Regions from separate parts of the Mus musculus genome. Here region 1 is linked to region 2. A link is a contact called in public Hi-C data. All regions are on one chromosome and are shown on one strand. The core of a region is the stretch at or near the end of the contact, and the rest is flanking DNA. Distances in the headings are between cores, read along the strand shown.

Region 1 (4,542 bases), core at 463-2,962, 130 kb before region 2:
ATCCAGAGACTTTGGGGACATGGTGCACTGCCTTGGGGTGGTGTCATTTCCTGCCACTTGGAGGATGGGTGAGGGGAGGTGTGTGAAACATTGGGGGGCTTGAGGGACAGGTTCCTTTGATGCCATCATTCTTTTCCTCTTCCCTACCCATGATGATGACAGGATGGCTGTGAGGGAGGGGGGAGGAGGGAGGAGGGAGGGGGGAGGAAGGAGGAGGGAGGGGGGAGGAGGGAGGAGGGAGGAGGAGGAGGAGGGGGGAGGGGGGAGGAGGGAGGAGGGAGGAGGGAGGGGGGAGGAGGGAGGAGGGAGGGGGAGGGGGAGGGGGGAGGAGGGAGGAGGGAGACAGGTGAGGAGAGCGAGGAGGTGCAGGAAGAACCCTGCACTGCTGCTTCCCTCTTTGAGGTCCCCATCCCGGCCACCTTTCCCTTGGACACATTTGATGACATCCAGTGCGATGGATCTGGCACTCCTCTGGGGAGGAGGGCCCCAACTTTGAGATTATCTCTTGACTATGGGAGGGAGCACCCCACAAGCAGCTTCCGAACACCGCATTCCCCTCCCCAGCTCCAGCGGGGATCTAACCTGTTCTGCTCTGCTCAGGACCCTGCCCAGCTCCTGGGGCTTTCAGGGGAGTGTACTGTTCTTTGATCATGCCTGATGGTCCTGGGCCTCAGGAGAGGCCTGTGAGGGTCTGGGTTGGCCATAGCAACCAACGCACCTTGTAATGGTTAATCTTTGCCGTCAACTTGATAGGGATTTACAATCACCATGGAAACACAGACCTGGGTATGCTTAGGTAATTGTTTCCAGAGAGGTTTAATTGAGTGGGGAGGACCCATCCTGAACGTGGGTGGCGCCATCCCACAGGCTGGGCTCCCAGACATTGAGACCAGCCTGCACCACCCTCTGCTTCCTGGCCGATGCAATAGGACCAGCTGCCCCATGTTCCTACCGCCATGATGCACTGTCCCGTAGGCCAGAAGATTAAGTAAATCTCCTCCTTAAGTTGCTTTTATTAGCTACGTGGGAGAAGCGACATGAACCTCTCACCGAGGGCTGCGGCTGCAGGAAAGCACTTGCTACTAGTCCAGAGGCCCAGTTCTGTACTTGGGGTGTGGCAGGCTATGCTCCTGCTCACGCCTCAGGGAGGATCTGCCTGCCTGGTTCAGTGTCTGCAGCTGCTGGCCATCCTTGGTGCTGCTCTCTCTGCTTGAGGCTGGATCACCACAGTCTCTGCTCCACCCACCCTGGCCTTCTTGTCTGAGGTTGTTTTCTCTTATAAGGGCACTGTCGTCCTGGACCCACCCTACCCCAAAAGGCTCATCCTTCGAGATTACATCTGTAAAATCCCTGTTCCCAAATTAGGGCATGTTCTGAGCTGCAGAGGTTAGAACTTCCACAAGGCAAGCTGCGCCACCACAGAGGGCTCCCATGGTCATTGGGATGGTGACCGAGAGCCTTGGGCACTGCTATCCTTCCTCGTTGGATGAAGGTGGTGTGTCTGGGAGCTGGGAGCTCTGTTGTCATCTGTAGGGAGGGCCTGGCCATGACAGCCGGAGCCATGCAGGTCTTTCTGGAAGAGAAAAGGATCAGGTCCACTTTGAATGGGGCCTCTAGAAACCGCCTTCCACCCACAGATGCAGACGTGAATAACTTTGACGGCTGCAGGCTTGGCACAGGCCTTGTGTGCCGGCCCAGCCTCCAGCCTGGCTGGTCCCAGAGTGTTTTTTTCCCCCTTCCTCTTCATGGTGCCCTCCCAGATCCAGCGTGGAGTGAGCCTGGACTTCTGCATAGCCTGCGGCTCAGAGACTGGACAGAGAGGGGAGGCGGGAGGCCCAATCAACCTGATGAGGCTGTGGGGTGCCTGTGTCTGCCCTTGTCCCTGGAGGGGACCTACTTTGGGTCTGCAGCTTGGGAAGCAGATGGCTGCCATGTGGGCGTGCGCTGTCCCACCTGCCAGGGCTCTGCACAGGACAGAAAGCAGAGAAAGGGTGACTTGGGTTCTTGTCTCTCCTGAAGCTCAGTGTGGCTGGGACCCCTCTCAGGCCCTTGACAAGGTGACACTGGGTCACAGCATGCTTCTCCTGGTCCATTTGCAGAGAGCTGGTGCTGTGACTTCTGGGTCTCAATAGTCATGTGAGCGCACCTCTTACATTTTTCCTCTTTCTCTAACTAGAAGGTAAATAATGCAAGCAAGAGCTCAGGTCTGCGGGCATGTAGCGAGCTGTGAGGCCTCCTGACCATCTGTCCATTACGTCCTCTTGGGGTCTCAGAAGGCTGTGGGTTATCCACAGGCCAGGCTTCAGCTCCTGCAGCTTTTGTGACCCCTTTCTTCCCACCTCTCTCCCTTCCTCTCCTTTCTCTCTCCATCCCCTCCCCAACCCCAGCAACCCCCTATTCTGTGAGACAATGTCTCATGTAGCCTCTAGGCTGGCTTGGCCTTCAGCCTAAGCTGACCTCAAATTCACAGCAATCCTCCTGCCTCAGCCTCCGACATGCTGTGATTACAGAGGGGTCACCATTTCCGGCTGAGTCCTAGCTTTTGAGAGCTGACTGCATGTCTCTCGTCAGAACCAGCTTTACAGATACAGTTCTATGGTAGCCAAACACGGGGAGACCTTGCCACTGGCCTGAGGGATGCCCATGGTGAGGACCCAATGAGGCCACTAGGAGCCTACAGTGGCCCCTGACAGCAGCCAGCAAACAAGTGGAGACCTGATCCAGGTGTGGTGGCTCGTAACTGTTATCCCAGCACTCAAGAGGCTGAGGCAGGAGGACTGCCGTGAGTTTGAGGCAAGCCTGAGCTACATATTGAGTTCCAGGGTTACAGAATGAGACTCTAGCTCAACACCCTTGGCCTACACTGGTTACCCTTGAGATGTCCTTGTGTGTTTAAGCAGAAGTTTCCCCAGCTTCGAAGCTGCACGGCTGCTCATAGACTCTTTTGTTTGCTTTGAGCCAACTGAGACCAAAGTCAGATTCCACACAGGAACGAACATCATGGCTTCTTGGTACGTTCCAGATCTTTGTTTAGGGGATGGGGCTGGACTGATGTGGCCCCTCAGACAGTGTTCCGGGGTTCAGGGCAAGGCAGGAAGCTACTGGAGTTACTGGATACATCCTTGATCTGGAAAATTACAAGCAGCCATGGAGGGTCCTGCTATCCCAGGACATGGGTTCTCTGTGGCTGAATGACCAGCATTTGCAAAGACCTACCCTACTGCCCCTCTTATGTGCCTTGTGTCACAGTCTGGCCCAGAGGGACCAGACCAGGCAGGGAGTAGTTAAGCTGTTGGAAGCCCTTCTTTGTGACATTAACAGGATGACGAATGGGGCAGGAAGTTGCTTCCCTGGCTACAGTAGGTATGGATGAGTCAGTCTCAGTGAGTGCCCTCTGAATCCCCGAAGGTGGCTTTCTCCTGCTCGTTTGCAGCAGGTGAGCCTTCTCAACCATCACATGGCTTGTTGCTAGTCCTATAGAGCCAGGTGGAGCAGCTAAAGGGACAGGAGTTTGGTTTTGAGACCTAGGGCAGTGGGACGGGACTCTGTTTTATCCTTCACTCACAGACTCAGAGGGAACAAAGGTGCATTTTTGAGATATATGGAGTACAGTGAGAGCCTGCATAGACTCTCTCAGCCGTCACTGTAAGTCTCTCAGGTGATGCAGAGCCAATGAGCTTAAAATTCTGGTGGGGACACTGCCCTGGGCCTGGTGCCTGCATAAAATTACTGGGATCTCCCAGAGCAGGCAGAGACAGGAAAAGTGGAAAATGGCTAGGAGTGCCCAGGACCGGGGGACATCACATGTGCTTCTTAGGGTCCAGTGCATGTTGTCATGCGTGTGCTTAGGTGTGCATGGGTATCATGCATGTGCATGGGTGTGCATGGGTATCCGGTGCATGCATACCTTGCTTCTGTGCCTGGAGAAGGGCTGGCTGGCGGGCTGTGGGGGGAGCTGATGACAATTTATCACACCGTGTGAACACAGGCTCATGTGAAGAAACCGGTTACAGGACCCATCTTGGGAAGCTACTGAGCCCGGTCTAGGTGGCTCCATTATGTCCTGGATGCTGAATGGCCCCAAGGCCTAGTGAGGCCTCAACATAGTGCTTGGTCAGGTCGATGGTCAGGGTCAGGCCTGGAAAGCAGGCTCCACCTCACTCTATTGGTTCCTGCTTTCCTCTGGGGGGAACCACACACCCCTGACCCCCAAGAGGTCGCCTCTGGTCCTCAGAGATGCATTAGGGGACAGGTGGGCAGGAGTGGTGGCTGGAGTTCCTGATTTTGGCTGGTGCCATCCTTGGGCTGCATAAGGTCTCTACCCTCAACACTCTTGGCACCTCCTCCCACTCCAGATCCTCGAGTGTGGAGAAGGAATGTATCTATGCTTTGTGGGCTCTTTAACCTGCTGCCCTGCTCCAGCAGTCCTCCAACTCCACAAGCAGCTTCTGGGAGTGTCTCTCCCTAGCTTGAACACATACATGCATGTCTTCACTTTTTATATCCACCCAAACAAATGCACACATGGAGACACATACAAGT
Region 2 (4,823 bases), core at 1,701-4,200:
AGACCTTCATCCCAGCTACCTGAAAGCCAGTATTCTGCCAACAGCCTTTAGATGAAGATGTACAACTCTCAGCTCTGCCTGCATCATTCCTGCCTGGACACTGCCATGTTCCTGCCTTGATGATAATGGACTGAACCTTTGAACCTGTAAGCCAGCCCCAGTTAAATGTTGTCCTTTATAACAGTTGCCTTGGTCATGGTGTCTATTCATAGCAGTGAAATCCATAGTTTAATTGGACTTATGCTTTCAGAGGGTTAACGTCCATGCTAGCTGAGATAGGAACAGCGGAGTGCTCATAATCTTGATCCCCAACCACAAGGCAGAGAGCGAGAGGGGCACACTGGGAGTCTTTTGAAACCTCCAAGACATCTCCCAGTGACACACCTCCTCTAACCAGGCCACACCTCCTAATCCTTTCCAAATAGTTCCACCAACTAGAGACCAAGTATTCAAACATGTGAGTCTATGGGAACCATTCGCATTCAAACACCATACTGTGCCATGCCCAGAGAACATAGTTCTACAACAACATGGGGGAAATGGCTGGGAAGGGCAGCCTGCTGTACCCCAACCAGAGTCATTAAAACCCAATTCAGCTCCAAGAGAGCCTGAACTGAGCCTCAGGGGCCTACAGGAGAGGCAGTGAGGAGCAGGGAGAAAGAAGGAAGTGTTGAAAGGCGGAGCAACAGGGAGGGGGTGGGTAGGCGGAGATTAGTCAGCTCCCTATCCCAGAAGAAGGTAGGCAGAGGGAGGCAGACATCCCTGAGGTGAGGCCCAAGTGGCCCCCTGCAGGCAAATCTCCAGTGAAGCAGCTGCTGTCATTGCCACACATCCTGGTCCCTTCTCTGCCCTGGCAGAGTGAGCATTTGTCCTGTGATGTGGGACTTCTCACTGTACCTACCTTCAAGCCCAAGGGACAAAGGTTGGGTCTCTTGCAGACCCTCCAGGAAGGGCATCTATGCTGCCCCATGAGATTGATTAATAAAAAGCACATAAACCTCTAGAAAGGCCCCTGCATGCCCCAGCAGTTTCCTTGAAGGATGAGGCTGGCCCAGGGTAGCTGCTCCTGTTGGGTGTGCCCTAGCAGGTCCTCTCAGTCCCCACAGGGGCTCAGGGGTGGCACTGTTTTCCCGCTTCCTGCCACCTTCCCCACCCCCACCCTGTTCCTTTGAATGACTGCTGGGGTCACAGATGCTTCTCGTCCTGTCAGGACATTTGCAGGCCTCTGACAAAGCTTCTGTTGTGGAAACTTGGACTCTGAGGCCCATAGTCCCTCCTTGTGTCCTTGATACTGGACATCTATCCCAGACTGGACATCAGTTAGAGAGAGAGAGAGCGAGAGAGCGAGAGAGAGACAGTGACAGAGATAGACACAGAGACAGAGACAGAGACAGAGACAGAGACAGAGCGAGCCTTTTGGCAGAGGGTTCTGGGGGAAAAACTGGCCTGAACCTCTTTGCTCAGGGGCCTTGTTAACCCTGTGGGATTCCCAGGTCAGGAAGAGCAGTATTCACTGAGCCAGGCCTTCCAGATGTGTTCAACGATGACTGTGGTACTTCCTCTCTGTTAGGTGAGTCTCTGGACCCTCTGACAAGATTTCACTGATGACATCCTGGGACAAGTCCTCTGGGGGCTGTAGCCTATAGCCAGCTTCTCCTGAGAGCCAGGTCCACACTCCCTGCCTTGCAGAATGGGTGTGGTCAAGTGAATAGCTTATCCGGGGTAAAGTCTAGTGGTGTCATGCTGCTGCTTCAAAGCTGTTACTCAGAGAACACCTTGATTTCAGCTCCCCTGTGCAGACGGTAAAGCCACGGGAGGCACGGCAGTGGGGGCGTGCCTCCTGGCTCTGGGAAGGGAAGCCTTCTGTTTGTCCCAGGTCCACATTGACCACTGAGGTGGACAGGATGGCTGGGAGGCAGCCAGCAGGACTATCCCTCCTCCTCTGTCCCTCCCCCAAGGCTGAAATACGGATCCCTAGTGTTCCAGTCCATCTCACCAGCTAAAGTTATACTCGGTGACTCCACAAGACTGGCATGCATAATGGTTTTCTTGCATCTGACTCAGGACTGTGCTGCTGGGAGCCTGAATCTTCCAGTCTGAACTCCCTCAAATGGCAGGTGGAAAGGATGCCGTGAAGCTGGGGATGGCAGTGCTAATGTCCCTGGTACATCCTAATGGGGTTGCCTAGGGTCATCCATGCACAATGAAAGATATACGTGGGCCCAGGACAACTGTCTAACGTAGGAGATGAGGGTGTTGAATGTAAGAATCTAGCAGGAGCAGGCAGTATCCAGGGGCTATGGGTTCTCACTCATGTTCCTTCTGGTCTGTAGGGGAGGCAGTCACCTCTGTCAGTAGATAGCAGAGCCTCACCTCTGGCCAGGTTCCTCTGACTCCACCCACAGTGGTCCCAAGTGTATCAGAGTTCATGCAGGAGCTCTGCCATTTCCCGGATGGATCTTTTAGATTATCAGGCTGTGATGACATCAGCCATAACTACCCCTAGGCAGACATCCTTGGAGATGCCATGCCATCAGTAGAGGACTGGTCTAGAGACCTTTTAGGCCTCTGAGTTAGCAGCACAGGGTCAGGTTTTTGCCCCCTACTCCCCACTTCCATGTCACCCAGAGACAGCTTCCATAGGGAGAAGACTGAATTCCAGTGCCTCCTTCTCTTCAATGATGAAGAACCCTGCCCTGCATTCCATGAGATTGTGGTTTCTGACCCACCCCCCCACCTCTGTAACACACAGGGTGGAGCAGATGCGAAGGGGTCAGCTCAGCTTATTCCTTACTGGCCTCTGTGTGACCTTATTCCTATCTCCTTTTCTCTCCCCACTTGGGTCCAAGATCTTGGGGTGCTGAGCTGGGCTACTTGGAGGCTCATCCTTGGAGGGGAGTTAAACAGTATGAGGAACCTGAGGACAGGCTCGGAGGGAGGAGGTCACGTGCTCAGCTCTGTGCCCAGCAACACCCGCTTCCCAGCACCCCAAGCAGATGGCCACTTCACATCCTCCTGGGTGTTCCTCTGGCTCGTGATTTGGGGATCATGGGAGCCAAGTGACAATTCCAGAGTTTCTGCACCCTCGGTTCCTCCTCTGAAGGTGCTCCATCTGGCCAGGCAGGTAACCGGCCCTAGCCTCAGCCTGGCCACTGCTCATATCTCGGCCTCTGCTGCCCCCTTTCTTTATGCTCCTGTGCAGCCTCCCCCAGAAAAGCCCAGGCCTTTTCTCTTTCTGCCAGCAGCTCTTGGAGGATCTGTTTCTTTTTTTTCCTTTCCTAGTTTCTCTTCTCTTCCCCAGGTATCTTTGTTTCCTTGTTTAGTCTCCATGCTAAACTGGGAACTTTCAAGGTTGGAACTTACAGGTGTGATGTGCATGGGGGTGAGGATCAGGAAGTACCCTCCCTCCACCACATCCCAGTATGTGTGACCTAGACAATTCCTTCTCAGCCTTCCTGCCCCAAACTGGAAATGAAGCAATGACAGACCTTTGTGGCATAGACTGAATGAGGGTAGAGCATTGAGCTTGGTACCATACAGCGACCAACCACTTAACAGATGGCAGCAATACTCAGGAGTCCGCACTTGGCTGTAGTGGAATATTCCAGAAATGAATATTGCTAAGTTTTAAGTTTCACAGAGCTCTCATAGGGTGAATCTCCTGTTGTCCTGCTCCATCTACCCTAGGTGTCAGTCACCCCCTTCCATTACATTGTATGTACTATTCCTTGTTATATACTTAATAGCCATTGCTGTTTCCTTAGTAGCCATTGTTACTTAGTAGCCATTGCTGTTTCCTTTGTAGCCATTGTTACTTAGTAGTCATTGCTGTTTACTTAGTAGCCATTTCAGTCATCAGACTGTCACGGGATAGATGTGGCTGCTGGGTAGCACAAGAGAAGCTAGAGCACCAGCAATTTCATAATATATGTTTATAACTGTCCTATTTCACTATTAGTTATGACTATTAATCCCCCCTCCTTTCTGTTTTGTGTGTGTGCATGTGTGCACATGTGTGTGTGTGTATGTGCACATGAGCATCACACCCTCCCTCCTCCCCCCATGTCAACACTGGATGTCTTAATCGTCCTTAATCTCCTCTTACCCACGTGTTTTGAAATCAGCCCTCTCACTGCATGTGCAGTATGCTGTCTGTGGCCGTTTCAGATAGACTGGCTGGTTGGCAACCCCCTGGGACCTGACTCTCTGCCTCCCACTGTTGGATACACAGATGGATACCATTGCGTGTAGCTTTTTAGGTGGGGACTGAACTCAGTAAAGTGCATGGCAAGCCCTTTACCTGCTCAGCCATCCACCTAGATCAAATTTCTTAGCGTGTTTCATTTTTAAATCTTAGCATAGGTCTGTATGTACAAGATCAAACAGTATGTATAGGGTTTGTTACTCTCTGGGTTCAGAGAGTAACATGCCTGCATGCGTGCACACATGTATGCAGGTGTACATGTGTTTAAGGGCCAGAAGTCAACCTGCTTGTCAGCCTCAGCACCACTGTTCACCTTTGAGACCAGGTCGTTCGTTGGCCTTGAATTTGCCAGTTACTCATTGGTCAGAATTCTCATTGGTAGGAGAGCCTCAGGGATGTTTGTTTCTGCCTCCCTAGTGTTTCCCCTTGGGGCCTGGGTATCCAACCCAGGTTTTCATGCTTGTGAAGCAAGCCCTTTACCAACCAAGTCATCTCTCTGGTTCTGGCAAGCAGTTTTGACAAGTAGAGGAGAAGGGGTGTGGGAAAATGGGGAGGGAGAATCCTGGTGACAGTAGTGGGCAGCTGGAATGGAGCCCACTGGGGTCCCCAAGGAAAATGC

The links. Hi-C and Micro-C count contacts between places; a contact is called where the count stands out from the background.
Region 1: a Hi-C map of cerebellum shows a contact between it and region 2, with 1.8 times the contacts expected there. The contact joins two enhancer-like sites. A contact is called at or near these places in 1 of 15 datasets of contacts at CTCF or cohesin (stem cell-derived epiblast-like cells), 12 of 484 Hi-C or Micro-C datasets (the N1E-115 cell line, brain, cardiomyocytes and 7 more) and 1 of 115 datasets of contacts at active chromatin or transcription factors (embryonic stem cells).

Annotation. Positions count from the first base shown.
Region 1 is chr11:118,961,516-118,966,057 of GRCm38.p6, reverse strand. All of the region lies in intron 4 of Gm35710 (a long non-coding RNA gene), which reads left to right. Among named protein-coding and RNA genes, the nearest start is that of Gm35710, 20 kb to the left of the region's middle. Within about 2 kb of position 1,712, at least 19 of the 459 cell types and tissues checked have an H3K27ac peak or open chromatin away from gene starts, as enhancers often do. A contact at or near this core is called in cerebellum, where this site is marked.
Region 2 is chr11:118,830,193-118,835,015 of GRCm38.p6, reverse strand. The region is part of intron 1 of Rbfox3 (RNA binding protein, fox-1 homolog (C. elegans) 3); the gene reads left to right. Among named protein-coding and RNA genes, the nearest start is that of Gm11750, 47 kb to the right of the region's middle. Within about 2 kb of position 2,950, at least 7 of the 459 cell types and tissues checked have an H3K27ac peak or open chromatin away from gene starts, as enhancers often do. A contact at or near this core is called in cerebellum, where this site is marked.